3 separate regions of the Mus musculus genome follow, and all the other regions are linked to region 1. The links are chromatin contacts, called in public Hi-C and promoter capture Hi-C maps. All regions are on one chromosome and are shown on one strand. Each heading gives the region's core, a stretch centred on a gene start, on an enhancer-like site or on the middle of the called end of the contact. The rest is flanking DNA. Distances are from core to core; before and after follow the strand shown. Region 1 holds the start of Arl1 (ADP-ribosylation factor-like 1). Region 2 holds the start of Stab2 (stabilin 2). Region 3 holds the start of Uhrf1bp1l (UHRF1 (ICBP90) binding protein 1-like).

Region 1 (4,454 bases), core at 849-3,348:
ATGTCATCTTGTAAATTAGGTCCGCAAAACATTTAGCCTTTTGAAAGCTATATGCCCAATTAAATATCAAAACATTGTCCTGAAGGCACAGGTAGATACTCTTGCTTCCAATGAAAGATGTTATTCAACAGCAAACAGTAACACGTGAAGTTCCCAGGTCCTGAGAAATGTCAGGCAGTCAGATCACATCATCAGACATTTAGACACTGCCCCTCAGGAGTCCAGTTCATTTTCTCATCAATAGAATAAGGACACGGTAACTTAGTGCAGTCTCCTTCTTACCCGTAGATACCACAGCGCCAGGCAGGGGAAAAGCGGCACAATGGGGTGCTCTGAGTGACAGAGCACTCACTGTACAGTGGCAGTACCAATATAAACTTTTAGGGCACTCTCCACTAACCCACAGAACTGCCTCAACAAACCACTTTTGTTGTTGCTTGCTTATTATTATTTGGGGGCAGTATTTGTTGAGATAGGATCTTTTACTTTGCAGCCCTCGATGCCCTGGAAATCAGCATGTAGACCAGGCTGGCCTCAAACTCACATAGAGATCCGCCTGCCTCTGTTTCCTGAGTGCATTAGAAACTCATATTTTAGACAAAAAAAAAAAAAAAAAAAAAAAAAAAAAAAAACAAAAAAAAAAACCCCGACATTCACTACTTTATAAAATATTCCCAGGAACCTTTATGTACCCAAGGCACCCTGAGATGTAAAAGCATTTGTGGCACAAATACTTTGCCTTCAAAAGTCACTAAAGGGAGGAAAAAAAAAAAAAGATTCACAATAGAAAGTGAGAAAACGGAAACGTGGGGGATATGAAGAATATGCTCAACATATAATATACACGGATACACACACAATTTTAAAAATAAAAGGCAAGGCCTTTTGGCTAGTGGTCCAATAGGAGGCTAAACCAATAGCAGTGAGTCTGAGGCCACCTTTGGCTGCAGAGTGAGTTGCGTTCAAGACTTGACAACTTAGTGAGATCCTATCTCAAAGTTTTAAAAGGGCTGGGGCTATACAGCTCAGCAGAAGGGCGTTGCCTAGCATACTAAGGGTTGACTTCCAACAGCGCTCCCTTGTAGGCATACAAACGCACACGCACACGGAAAGGAGAGGAGAGGAGAGGAGAGGAGGAAGAAAGGAAGAGATATTACACTTTGCTATTTGAGGGGAATGGCAGAATTAAAGCTGCCCACTCTAGAAAAGCGAACACGGAGCAAGCTGTATACAGAAAGAATGGGTGTGACCTGACAAAGTCCTTTTGCCCGTTTAGACGTCTAGATTTGGAAAAACAACGCCGAAAGGTTACAGAGAACCGAACGGAACTATAATGCACCGGATCCACACACTTCTGAGAAAACTGAGTAAATACTGACAGAAACCGAAGATTTTGCAACTCCTAGAAGCTCCACCTGTACCGGAGCATCACCACCGTCGGGTGCGCTCGGACGTCTACCGTAGTTCCCTCACCTGGAGAAGTGCGAATCAGCGAAGCGACATGAACATCTCACTCCCTGTCCCACCGGACTTCACAATCCACCTAACTCCATCCACCATATCTACGGACAGCTAACTACAGCGGGCGAGCAGACAGGAGCAGCGCAAGGATCAACAAACAACACCGGTCCTCGGGTTTCTCAGAAGTGACGCAGTCCCAACACCCACCCCGATGCCACCAAGCTTCCACGAAGGATCAGACACCTCGGTGAACCTTCAGCTGCCTGGCTGCCAGGCACCCGACGCCCCGTTCCGCCTACCCAACCGAGATGGGGGATGCAGGATGAGGGGAAAAGGCCGGGCTGGGATCAGTCCGGACCCCGCGGGTGCAAAGGACCGAGCCGGGAGGCGGAATCTCCCTGCAGGTGAAGAGCCAAGGTAGCGAAGAGCTGCCCCGCGGCCCGGCCGGTCCCCTCGGTCGCCTGACGCCCTTCCCACGCTCCTCACCCATGATGAACCGCCGCCGCGCCCTCGCCGATCCTCAGAGACAGGCCGGGACTCGGCAGCGACTCCTAGTTGAGCCTGGGCGCCGCCACCTCCGCTACTCCCGGACTCCGGTTCCGAAGCGGACTCCTCCAAGCCTGGTCGGCCAGCAACTTCCACGTCGTCCACCCAGCGGGGGCGGGAGCCGGGGCGAAAGGCCACTGCGACTGCGCGCTGGACACGGAGGTCTGGGCGTCCGCGTCGGCGCTTTCGATGCAACTCCCAGGCGCTCTGAGCGTAGCAGAAATGAACGCCACAACTATAACAAAAAAAAATTTAAGACAAAAGTGTTTCCTGATTCCACTTTTCTGGACAATAAGGCCTTCTCAAATATTAAAATGAGACTTTTTCGTGTTAAATTCTGATATCATAAAGTGGCGAATCGGCCAACGGAAAATAAAAGCTCGATAAAGCGAAGGCACAGAATGCTGGCGCTGGTTGCAGCGTCCCGGTGGTTGCACATCTGCGGAGGCGGTCCACTTTCCTCTAAATGCATTCCCGCAGGAGGAGCCAGGGTTACGTAATAATAACGAGAAAGCTCACCCGCAGTCACTGCATACCACCAACACGGGGCACCCTCGTACCCGAGGTGTCTAATTTTTGATCTCTGGGTGGCCACCTGACCGACCACCCTTCCGCCTCCGCAGAACTGGGAACTTCTTGCCTCCTGCAACTTGAGTTGGAAGTTAGGTAGTTTTCGATAGTGAAAGGGTTTGGTGTTTCTTAAAATTCTTAGAAACGCGTCTTGCTTCTGCGCAGCCTCTCAGAGGCTCGAGGCGCGCTCCAGGTCGGATCCACCTGTAACCCACGCCATGGCTAAGGAAGGCACTGCTGCTGGAGTTGTCATGGACGTCAATACGGCTTTGCAAGAGGTGCTGAAGACCGCCCTGGTCCACGATGGCCTAGCGCGAGGAATTCACGAAGCTGCCAAAGCCTTAGGCAAGCGCCAAGCCCATCTCTGTGTGCTTGCATCCAATTGTGATAAACCTATGTACATCAAGTTGGTGGAAACCCTCTGTGCTGAGCACCAGATCAACCTAATTAAGGTTGATGACAACAAGAAGCTGGGGGAATGGGTAGGCCTCTGCAAAATTGATCGAAAGGGGAAACCTCGGAAAGTGATAGGTTGCAGCTGTGTGGTGGTTAAGGACTTTGGCCAAGAATCTCAGGCGAAAGATGTCATTGAAGAGTACTTCAAATGCAGAAAATGAACAAAAAAATTGGCTTATTTTCTGTTAAGTTTCTCAAAACAGAAAAGTACAATTATCTCAAGCTCTTGAGTTTTCGCCGGAAATAATAATAGCCCTTTTTTAGGAAGTTTTCTTCCACATGGAAACATTGCATTATTATGTTCTGGTTTATAATGAAAATGGTCATCTTTTTGGAAATTTACAAACTGCCTAAGATTTAGTCTAGCATTATTGGGGCTTTTTTTTTTTTTTTTCTCGAGACAGGGTTTCTCTGTGTAGCCCTGGCTGCCCTACAACTCACTTTGTAGACCAGGCTGGCCTCGAACTCAGAAATCCACCTGCCTCTGCCTCCCGAGTGCTGGGATTGAAGGCGTGCAACACCACCTCCCGGCCTGCATTACTAGGGTTTAATTGACAAAATATTATATGTATGTTGCACAGTGTGAGATAGATATATAGGTATATATAGATATATATACACACACACATACATACATATGCATGAGAGAGAAATGATTACCGTGAAAATAGGCAAACCCTCATATTCCCTTTTCCTGTAGGTTGAGTACACTGAAGATCTATTTGGCAATTATCAAATAGGCAGTGTATTGTTATTAAATATGGTCATCATGCTGTGACTATACATCTAAGGGACTTGTTCATCCTGTTGGAAAAGAATCTGTACCATCTTACTGATGTATCTGCATCCCTGCTCCATCCCCTGACAGTCACCATTGCGCTCTCGGCTTCGGAGTTGTCTCCATAGACTCTACTTATGAATTAAACCTTCCAACGCCCTCGTAGGTGGAAATGTGTGATTTTTGTACTAAGCTTATTTCATTTAGCAGGATGACTTCTACATTCATTTTATACGTGAGATTATTTCCTTTTTAAGGCTGGCTAGTTATTGTTAAGCATGTGCATTTGTACATTCGCATCATATTTTCCACATTAATAAGCTTATTCAGGTTGATTTTATACCTTCTTATGTAGATTTATTTTTTATAGTTCTTGAGTGTCTGTGTGCCCATGGCATGCATGTAAGTATGTACACATGAGGACCGATGCTCTCAGAAGCCAGCAACATCTGGAGCTGTCCAGAGCTGGAGTTATAGACAATTGTGAACCCCGTGTTTGTGGGTGCTGCAATCTAAGTCAGGGTCTTCTGCAAGAATAGTCATTATTAGCTGATGGGCCACCTCTTTAGCCCCCACTGATGCTTTGTATCGACAGTCATGATTCATACTGCGTTAAACATAGGTGCACATTGCATTCTGACAT
Region 2 (4,454 bases), core at 761-3,260, 1.7 Mb after region 1:
CAGAGAACATAAAACTTCTCCCAGAACTAAACAGTGACTAGAAACATAATATCACAACTGTTCCTGGAGCAGATCACACTCCAAGCCTTCTAGAAGAAAAGGTACCAGAAAGAGACTTCTGACATATCTATCTCTCTCTGGTATATTAGATGAGGGAACATGGCTGACGGGATGTTGGCCTTCAGCATCTCGTTGCTCTCACACTGTTCCTCCTCAAGTAATATTCTAGTCAAACAAGATCAGACACACATGGAGTGGTGTGCCACCCATATGAGCAGAGATCCTGATCAAGTAAGAAAACTGAGGTATCTGTTACTATGGCAATATCACACCATCTTATTGACCGTGAATAAATCACTCGATTTCTTTAGGAAGCCTCAAGAAGTTCTCACCTGTCCTCCCTCTGAGGAGCTCAAGGTGGCTTCTCTGGGGACACACTGGGTATTAGGGTTTTAAGACTCTCCCTGGTGATTCTAATGAGCAGCCACGTGGAATTTCATTGAGATATGAATATCCATGACTCCCCTTTACTTACCAAAGGGTCTATGCTAGAAAGCTCTCTGGTGACTGGAGCTCAATATGGCCTGTAAAAACTTGGAGCAGGGCTATAGAGAAACAAGGGCATTTAACCAACTCTATTGCCATGAGTCTACAGGTTAACTCAGTGTCCTATTTGTGGATGATCCAAGATGTCATGCTTCCTATAGTGGGTCTGACTCTGGCCCACCATGGTCTCCATCAGGGGTGGGGATCTACCCAGTGTGTGTGTGAGGGGCAGAAGGCGGTGGGAAACAACACGGACTCTGGATACAGGGCTGGGTCAGCCATCCCCCAGCTGTAGAATCAAGGCACTGGCTGTCCTTGTTTGCTTTCTACTGCCTCAATAACATCTGACCAGAAACAACTTATATGAGGAAAGGGTTTACTTCACATCATAGCTTACAATCCATCATAAAAGGCTGTCAGGGCAGGAACCTGAAGATGGGAGCTGATGCAGAGACCACAGAGGACCAGGGTTCATCAGCTTGCTCTACCTGGCTTCCTCAGCCTGTTTTCTTATACAATCCAGGACCACCTGCTCAGGGCTGGCACCGCCCACAGTGGGCTGGACCCTCCCACATCAATCATTAATCAAGAAATTACCCCCACAGACTGGCCTACAGGTTCCCTGTCCCTAATCACCGAGAGGACTAGAACAGCGCCTGGCACCTAGTGAGTTTCCAGGGTGTTGGCTGTTGTTATTTTTATTATTCTCAAGCCTTATTTTCTGCTCTAGGCTTTAAGCAGTGGCAGTGCAGAAAAGAGTGACACTGTGCCGTTGCCCTCAAGAAATTCACAACTGGCAAGGGAGAAGGACAGACAGACAGATGGATTGCAATATGTGTATCTGTGCTTTCATGACACGGGTGTGCAAAAATTCAGGAGGAGCAGAAGAGAAAGTCTTCCTGGGAGAAATGGCCTTACTCATCCTTGAAGGGCTACATTAAAGGAGCAGGCTCGGTCACTCACTGCTTCAATAATCTTTAAGAGAAGAGTGGGTGGAAAACCCAACCGTCAGCACCAACATGAATTTTGGCAAACACAGGAGGATGAAGACACTGCTGTCTTCCAAGGCAGGAACCAGGCTTCTGGAACATTCTCTCCGTGTCTGAGTCTATGCACAGTGATGGGCACTCCTACAGATTCTCCCTACAGAAAATCTGAACCTATATGTTGGAATGGAAAGGCCTGGAGTTCTCTGTGGTGTGGTATGGTATGGAAAGGGCTGCAGGCAGGTCCAGTGCAGATCCGCCACAGCGATAGGAGGGGACCATCCCTAGTTGTTCCGCTAGGCACAGAAATCCCAGGTCAGATCTCTGCCTCAGCCCCTTCAGGAAATCCTGTCACTCAGCCAGGACTTATATACAGCTCAGAGTTGCCAACTCCACTGAGCTCCTGTGGTTTCTCAGCCTGGCCTCACCTACTTTCCCTTCCTAACCAGGGAAAGGAAAAGATTTAAATGCAGACAGAGTTCTCCTGGCACTCATCAGAGGAGTTGAAATCGTGAGGTCACCCTGAGGGGAGCCTGGCATGGCAAGGAGCAAGCTTCTCCTCGGCAAGCTGCTGCCTTTAATCCTCATCTTCCTGGGGTTGCTTGTGCAAAATGCCTGCTCCCCAACTGAAGCCCCAGAACTGGTAAGATAAACATTCCTGTGCGTTTACTTGTTAACTTTCACAATGTACTCTAGACGATTTTTTTTTGTTTTCCCATATAATCTTGGTCAAAAAGCCCTACCTGGGCTTCATTAAAATCAAGAAAAAGCTTACAAGACTAAGATCCTAAGCCAGAGGCACTGTCTTTCTGGGGCTGGCTGGGTTGGCGGTTTCTTGTCTGCTGTGCTCACTCCTCAGCTGGCATCTCTGATTTTAGTACTGACATTTCTCTTTCCCTGGCAGAGCAGCTGCATGTTCTGGGCTTTGTTGGGCTACCTTATCACTCTGGGTATCTATCAGCCATCTTCCCAAATGTAGAAATGGAGCATAGCTATAGGAGAGTGACCAGGGGAATTCCAGGGTAGAGAGGTGACGCCCTGTTGATAACAGGAAGCATCCGAAACATTTTCAAAATCCATCAGGCACTCACACATGCCTTCCTCCATCCTCCACTGGAGTGGGGGGACCACGGTGACCTTAAAGACTCGAGAGAAGCTCACACGGGTGCCATACCTGTCTCGGTGATGAGCAATCTCAGGAAAATTATATAAGCAGTATTTGGAGTATGGGATCTCAGCAGCAGATAGAGCTGCTGTGTTACAAGTTCACTCTGGCTCTGAGGACACTTTCCTGAGAATGTGGCAGACAGCACAGTGGGTACCTCTCCAGTCCAGAAGTTAGAGAGGGGCATATTTCAATGGCGACTTCAAAATATTTCAGAGGATAGGCCTTTGGGCTGCCCACTACACTAGCCATTCAACTGTAAGCAAGCAAACTAATCCCACTAAGCTTCAGTTGGTAGGGATTGCTGTCGCAATTATATTCAGCATGGAGGGCCTGCTTGTGTGCAGGCACTTGGCCTTGACCATTGTTCTAAGCTGAGTCTGTTCTTCTGTTGGCTTAAATTTGTAAAATGAGTTATTTCATTTGAAAACAGTAATTTGAAAGTCAGATAGATAGATAGATAGATAGATAGATACATAGATAGATAGATACATAGATACATAGATACATAGATAGATACATAGATAGTTACATAGATACATAGAGGATAGATAGACAAACAGATTTATGTGAGACAAATATATATATATATATATATATATATATATATATATATATATATATGTATGTATATATATATATATATATATACTTTATTTATTTATTTATTCATCCATTCATTCACTCTGCATTCTTCTCTCTGTCTCCCCATCCTGGTCACCCCCTCTCACAATCTTTCCACCCATACATCTCTAAGAGTGTGGAGGCACCCCTGGGTATCCCCCACCCTGGCATATCAAGTCTCTGCAGGGCTAGGTGCATCCTCTCCCATTGAGGTTAGACAAGGCAGCCCAGCTAGAAGAACATAGTTCATGGACAGGCAACAGCTTTTGGGATAGCCCCAGCTCTAATGGGACCCACATGAAGACCAGGCAGCACATCTGCTGCATATGCCTAGGTCCAGACTGTGTACGATCTTTGGTTGGTGGCTTAATCTCTAATAGCCCCAAGAGTCCAGGTTAGTTGGCTCTGTAGGACTTCCTGTGGAGTTGCTCCTTCAGGGCCCACAATCCTTCCCCCAACTCTTCCATAAGAGTCCCCAAGCTCTGTCCACTGTTTTGCTATGGGTCTCCTTATCTATCTGAGTCAGTTGCTGGGTGGAGCCTCTCAGAGGACAGCCATGCTAGGTTCCTGTCTGTAAGCATATTAAGAGTCTCATTAATAGTGTGAGGGATTGGTGGTTGCCCATGGAATGGGTCTCAAGTTGGGTCAGTTAGTGGTTGGTCATTACCTCATTCTCTGTTCCATCCCCCGTGCATGCATTTCTTGTAGATAGGATAAATTTTGGGTAGAAAGTCCTGTGAGTGGGTTAGTGCCCCTATCACTCCACTGGGGAGTCCTTCATCATTACAAGAGATGGCCTCTTCAGATTCCATATCCCCAATGCTGTGAATCACAACTAAGGTCACCCCCATTGAGTCTTGGAAGCCTCCTCTATCCCAGATCTCTGTCACATCCTTGAGATTCCCTCTACCTCCCCACCTCTGTCAGCTGCAGATTTCCATTCATTCTCATAGCTATCTGGCAATCTCTCCTGTCCTTCCCCACACCTAATTCTGAACTACCTCATTCCCTTCCCCATCCCCTCTTCTACCAAGTTCCCTCCCTCCATCTGACCCTTAGGACTATTTTATTCTCCCTTCTAAGTGAGATTCAAGCGTCCTCACTTAGGCATCCTTCTTGTTCAGCTTCTTTGG
Region 3 (4,454 bases), core at 744-3,243, 1.0 Mb before region 1:
GTTTCTCCATTTAAAAAGAAAGAAAATGCTATGTTTTAGAAACTTTCTGATTTAAAATGAAATGCTCATTACTATTTACCACACAGGTGTAAGAAATCAGGAAGATTATAATGTAATCCTAAGGGCTTAACTCTAAGTATGTGGGAGTTATCTATGTGGCAGAGTAAGCCATTACACGCCTGCTCTTAAGAGGTCTTCCCAAATGGACTTATACAAGAGAATTAAAGGATAATGCCCTAAGGCACTTATCGACTGAATTAGATTTTCTTTTGGGCATACAGAGTGGTACAGTATCATTATCCCTGGGAGAGAAAAGGGCAATAAAATCAGTGTCTATGGATCTGAATTTTCTTATGGCTCTTGAAATAGGCAAGGGCGAAGTGTATCTCATGAGTCAGACTCACCCTAAGTAATAAACATTATTCAAAATAAGATGACTCAGTATTGCACTATCTATATAATTAAAAAAAATCCAACAAAGCATGGTAGCACAGACCTGTAATCTCAGCACTCAGGAAGGTGAGGCAGGATGACACTGAACTTGAGGGTAGCCTGAGATTTATTTTCAGGACAGCCTGAGCTACTTAACCTGTTTAAATACACACACACACACACACACACACACACTCACTCTCTCTCTCTCTCTCTAATTAGTGATACTAAGAACCAAACACACGGTCACAAACTTTGCTATAGTTTGATACTTTATGTATACATACTGTGTGTATTAAATTTTATTCAATATAAAGATATAATGTCAGGAAAATATCTGCTGAATCATAGTATTGTTTTGTTCAATATGTTCTCAACTGTAATATATATATATGTATTACACACACACACACACATATCCAGAAAATGAAGACATGTTTACTATACAAGTCTATCATTAAACCTGAGAACGTTCCTTTAATCAGTTAAAAGCATTCATTAACTTACAAATAACAGAGGAGAGAAAGAGATCCTAACCAAGAGCTTTTAATTCTCTGTCACCAACTTGGAACAGGGTCCTACATTTAGCCTGTTTCTTGAGACAAATATGGAGAAGCCAAGAGCAGTAACAAACTGCCAGTTTACTGAGTCATGTTTCTGACTAAAACTGTGTTATGAAATGGAAAGAGTGACACGTCTGGGGTTTAAACACCAGGGACGTTAACTCCCTGAACTCAAGGGTCGCGGAACAAAATCGGAAAACTCTGCAGCAAGAACGAACGCGATGCGGGACTGAAAACGACTTCCACGGAGAACTGGCCGAAGCGGAGAAGTCCTGCTTAATTTCCCCTAAAACAAATCCGAACTGTGCAAACAAGCACACCCTCCCGTGCAGCGGAGCGGGGACGCCAGGTAGGGGGCACCGAGAACAATCCCAAGGTTAACGTTTCACTGGCACACACACACCCCAGTCCTCGGCTAACGGAGCCGCTCGGCTCCGAGCCCCGGGAGCTTCCGAGCCGGACCGGGTCCCAGCCCAACCCCATCCACCCAGCACCTGAGTGACGCCGGGGACGTCACCAGCCTCGGCGCAGGAGCGGCCCCCGGCGGAGGAGGAGACCCCGGCCCGCCGAGCCCCGCCGCCCTCCGCGTGACTCCGGAGGCCGGTCGGGGGCGCCAGCGGCACCGGCAGAGCCCGAACCTGCGACCTGGACCCGAGAACCGGCGGCCAGCGGACGGGACCGGCCCCGAGCGCTCGCTGACCTGGAGAGGTGCTTCAGGATCTGTTTCTTGATGATCCCAGCCATGGTGCCCGCCGGGCTGGAGCGCCGCTCTCTTGTCGCTCCTCACAGCCTCCTCACTTCGCGGCAGTCTTCTTTCGGTCCCGCCTCACCGGCCCGGAGGAGAAGCGCCGGAGAGATCACTCTCAGAAGAGACTCGAGGGCCTGGCCGAGGCCACAGCCGCCGCAGCCGCCGCCGAGAGCCCGAAGCATGACGCTCAGGCCGCCGCGGCCGCCGCCAGCGCCATCTTGGCTGCAGCATCACCTAAGAGACCGGGGGCGGGGAGAGGAGTCGGGGGGGCGGAGCGAGCTCGAGGTGGGCGGGACCTGTGGGAGTTCCGGGAATCTTCAGCCCTGCCTACTTCGGACTCCCACTAGGTCCTCCGCTGCCCTTTCCTAGTTGGTACTTGGGCTTTCATCTTTTCTTCATCCCTTTCATCTTGTCTGTGCCTCTCTCGCTGACATCCTAGTCTTGCTTCTTCATTTCCTCCGAACTCAACTTTCTGCTCTACAAGTAGCTCTGTTTATGTTATTCTTTTGGCCATTTCAGCTTTTTAATCTCAGTTTCTTTTACCAAGATCCTTCCCTTAGACTAACGGCTGTAATTTAATGTTTCCATTCGTTGGTCTAACCTTAAAGGAAGTAAAATTGACAGCATGTCATATTTAACCGAATATACCTAAAGACCTAGAAGTTAGAAAGTCTAGAGCCAGTGAGATGGCTCTCAGCCAGCAAGAGTACTTGTCAAGCAAGCTTGATGATCTGAACTTGATGACCAAACCACCATGAAGGAAAGAACTGCCCTTGAAAGTTATCCTCTGGACACACACACACATAGACACACTTAGTAGAAATTTTGAAATGGAATGCCCAAAATGAAGTCCTGGTTCTAATATTTTCTAGCTATGTTAACTTGGAAAGATTGTTTTCAGCTTTAGTTTCACTTCATGTATGAATGTGACTTTGGTCACACAAGGGGACGTCAGAGAACAGCCCTGGGTGTAGTGCCTCACTTTCTTCTATCTCTTCCTCAACAGCTACTTGTGTACTCCAGGTTACCTGGTTCCTAGGATCCTCTTGTTGGTCTCTTGTTGCCTCTCCCATATTGCCTAAAGAGTGCTGGGATTACAGACTTCTGGCTTCATGTGAATTCTGGAGACTCAAGTTCAAGTCCTGATGATTGAATGGCAAGTGTATTGTCTGCTAAGCCAGCTCTCTCAGCCGTTAACCTCACTTTTAATCATCTTTAAAATATAGTGTCTGCCCTTAGGGATGGTTTGGTAGGGGCCCTAGTAGGTACTGTTGGTGTGTCTGGGCCATATTGTCTGGCCACCTGTTGTAGAAGCAGGTTTTGAAAAAGATATAAATCACTAAAATATTTCATAAACAGGTGGGAGAGAGAGACAGTGTAGCCATTTGAGGTGGGAAGAAGCAGCATTAGAGTTCACAATGCTTGAAGCATGCCAGGGTAACAAGAATCTGCTAACACAAATACTGTGCAAGGATGAAAGCAATCTGAGCTGTTTGAAGGGAACCAAGCTGGGTGTAGTGACACATGGGTCTGTAATGTCAGCCCTTCGGGGACAGAGGCAGGAGGAGTGCTACAAGTCTGAGGTCACCATGATCTACTTAGCAACACCTTCTCTTGAAAAAATAAAAAAATAAAAATAACTACAAAGCCAAGATTTTATTACTTGGACATAGGATCCATAACAACTCATAAAAATGCCTGTCTTGGGACTGACTCCTACTTGGAAGCTGGCATGACAGTGATGGGTTGTACTTCAGAGCCTTACTAGACTAGCGAAGGCCGCCTGCAGCCAGCCAGGTCTTGTCCCTAGCTGGGTGACTCATTCCCAGTCTCTGCCCAGAACCCTGCTCCTCTCCGTCTCTGAGCTTCAGTAAGATAACATCCCTTGTCCCCAGTCTCTGATTCAGTAAGATAACATCCCTTATCCCCCGGCCCAACCCTTTTCTTCAGTTGACCTGAAGTTTCTTCTCTTAGAAATGATTAGGTGGAAATCAGCTGTATTTGCAGAGGAATAAATGTTAAAAGTAACATTTGATTGACAAACCAAACATAGGGTGTGGGGAGGGGCAAAGAAAGGCTAGCCAAACCTCCTGCTTCGCCCTGATTATGAACTATTAGGACAAACAAACATAGAGCAACAGAACACAAGGAAGTTCTTGAGGCTCGGACAGCCTCTGAGCACAGTACAGACTGGATAGTCTAGTGTACTTCAAACTGCCAACACCCACAGACACCTTTCTTCTGCCCTGGACTTCCTACAGAGTCATAATAACTCTAATACAGCAGCTCCCTGCCTTCATCATTTTAGCATAGGGGCTGGAGAGATGGCTCAGTGGTTAAGAGCACTGGCTCTTCTTCTACAGGAAGTGGGTTCAAATCCCAGCATCCACATGGTGACTCATACCTGTTTGTAACTCCAAGATCTGACACCCTCACACAGACATACATGCAGGCAAAACACCAATACACATTGTCTTAGTTAGGGTTTTACTGCTGTGAACAGACACCATGACCAAGGCAAGTCTTATAAAACACAACATTTAATTGGGGCTGGCTTACAGGTTCAGAGGTTCAATCCATTATCATCAAGGTGGGAGCATGGCAGCATCCAGGCTGTCATGGCACAGGCAGAGCTGAGAGTTCTATCTCTTCATCCAAAGTCTGCTAGTCTTCCCAGGCAACTAGGGTGAGGGTCTTAAGCCCACACCCAC

Evidence for each region. Promoter capture Hi-C pulls out the DNA fragments that hold promoters and counts their contacts. A called contact is a pair of places that touch in the nucleus more often than the background predicts.
Region 2: a contact with region 1 is called in a promoter capture Hi-C map of hippocampal neurons, with 4 times the contacts expected there. The contact joins the promoter of Stab2 here to the promoter of Arl1 in region 1. A contact is called at or near these places in 3 of 39 promoter capture datasets (the 3T3-L1 cell line and hippocampal neurons).
Region 3: a Hi-C map of uterus shows a contact between it and region 1, with 5 times the contacts expected there. The contact joins the promoter of Uhrf1bp1l here to the promoter of Arl1 in region 1. A contact is called at or near these places in 8 of 39 promoter capture datasets (the C10 cell line, embryonic stem cells, hippocampal neurons and 3 more), 2 of 484 Hi-C or Micro-C datasets (CD4 T cells and uterus) and 1 of 115 datasets of contacts at active chromatin or transcription factors (the SCID.adh cell line).

The regions. Positions count from the first base shown.
Region 1 is chr10:88,729,058-88,733,511 of GRCm38.p6, reverse strand. It overlaps Arl1 (ADP-ribosylation factor-like 1), which reads right to left and starts at 2,098. Exons shown (of 6, transcript NM_025859.3): 1 at 1,948-2,098. The coding sequence starts at 1,951. It overlaps Gm4925 (predicted gene 4925), which reads left to right and starts at 2,411. Exons shown (of 1, transcript NM_001037166.2): 1 at 2,411-3,971. The coding sequence starts at 2,796. The coding sequence ends at 3,194.
Region 2 is chr10:87,005,498-87,009,951 of GRCm38.p6, reverse strand. Stab2 (stabilin 2) reads left to right here and starts at 2,010. Exons shown (of 69, transcript NM_138673.3): 1 at 2,010-2,175. The coding sequence starts at 2,071. The region is part of intron 2 of Gm16271 (predicted gene 16271); the gene reads right to left.
Region 3 is chr10:89,742,530-89,746,983 of GRCm38.p6, reverse strand. Uhrf1bp1l (UHRF1 (ICBP90) binding protein 1-like) reads right to left here and starts at 1,993. Exons shown (of 21, transcript NM_029166.2): 1 at 1,696-1,993. The coding sequence starts at 1,739.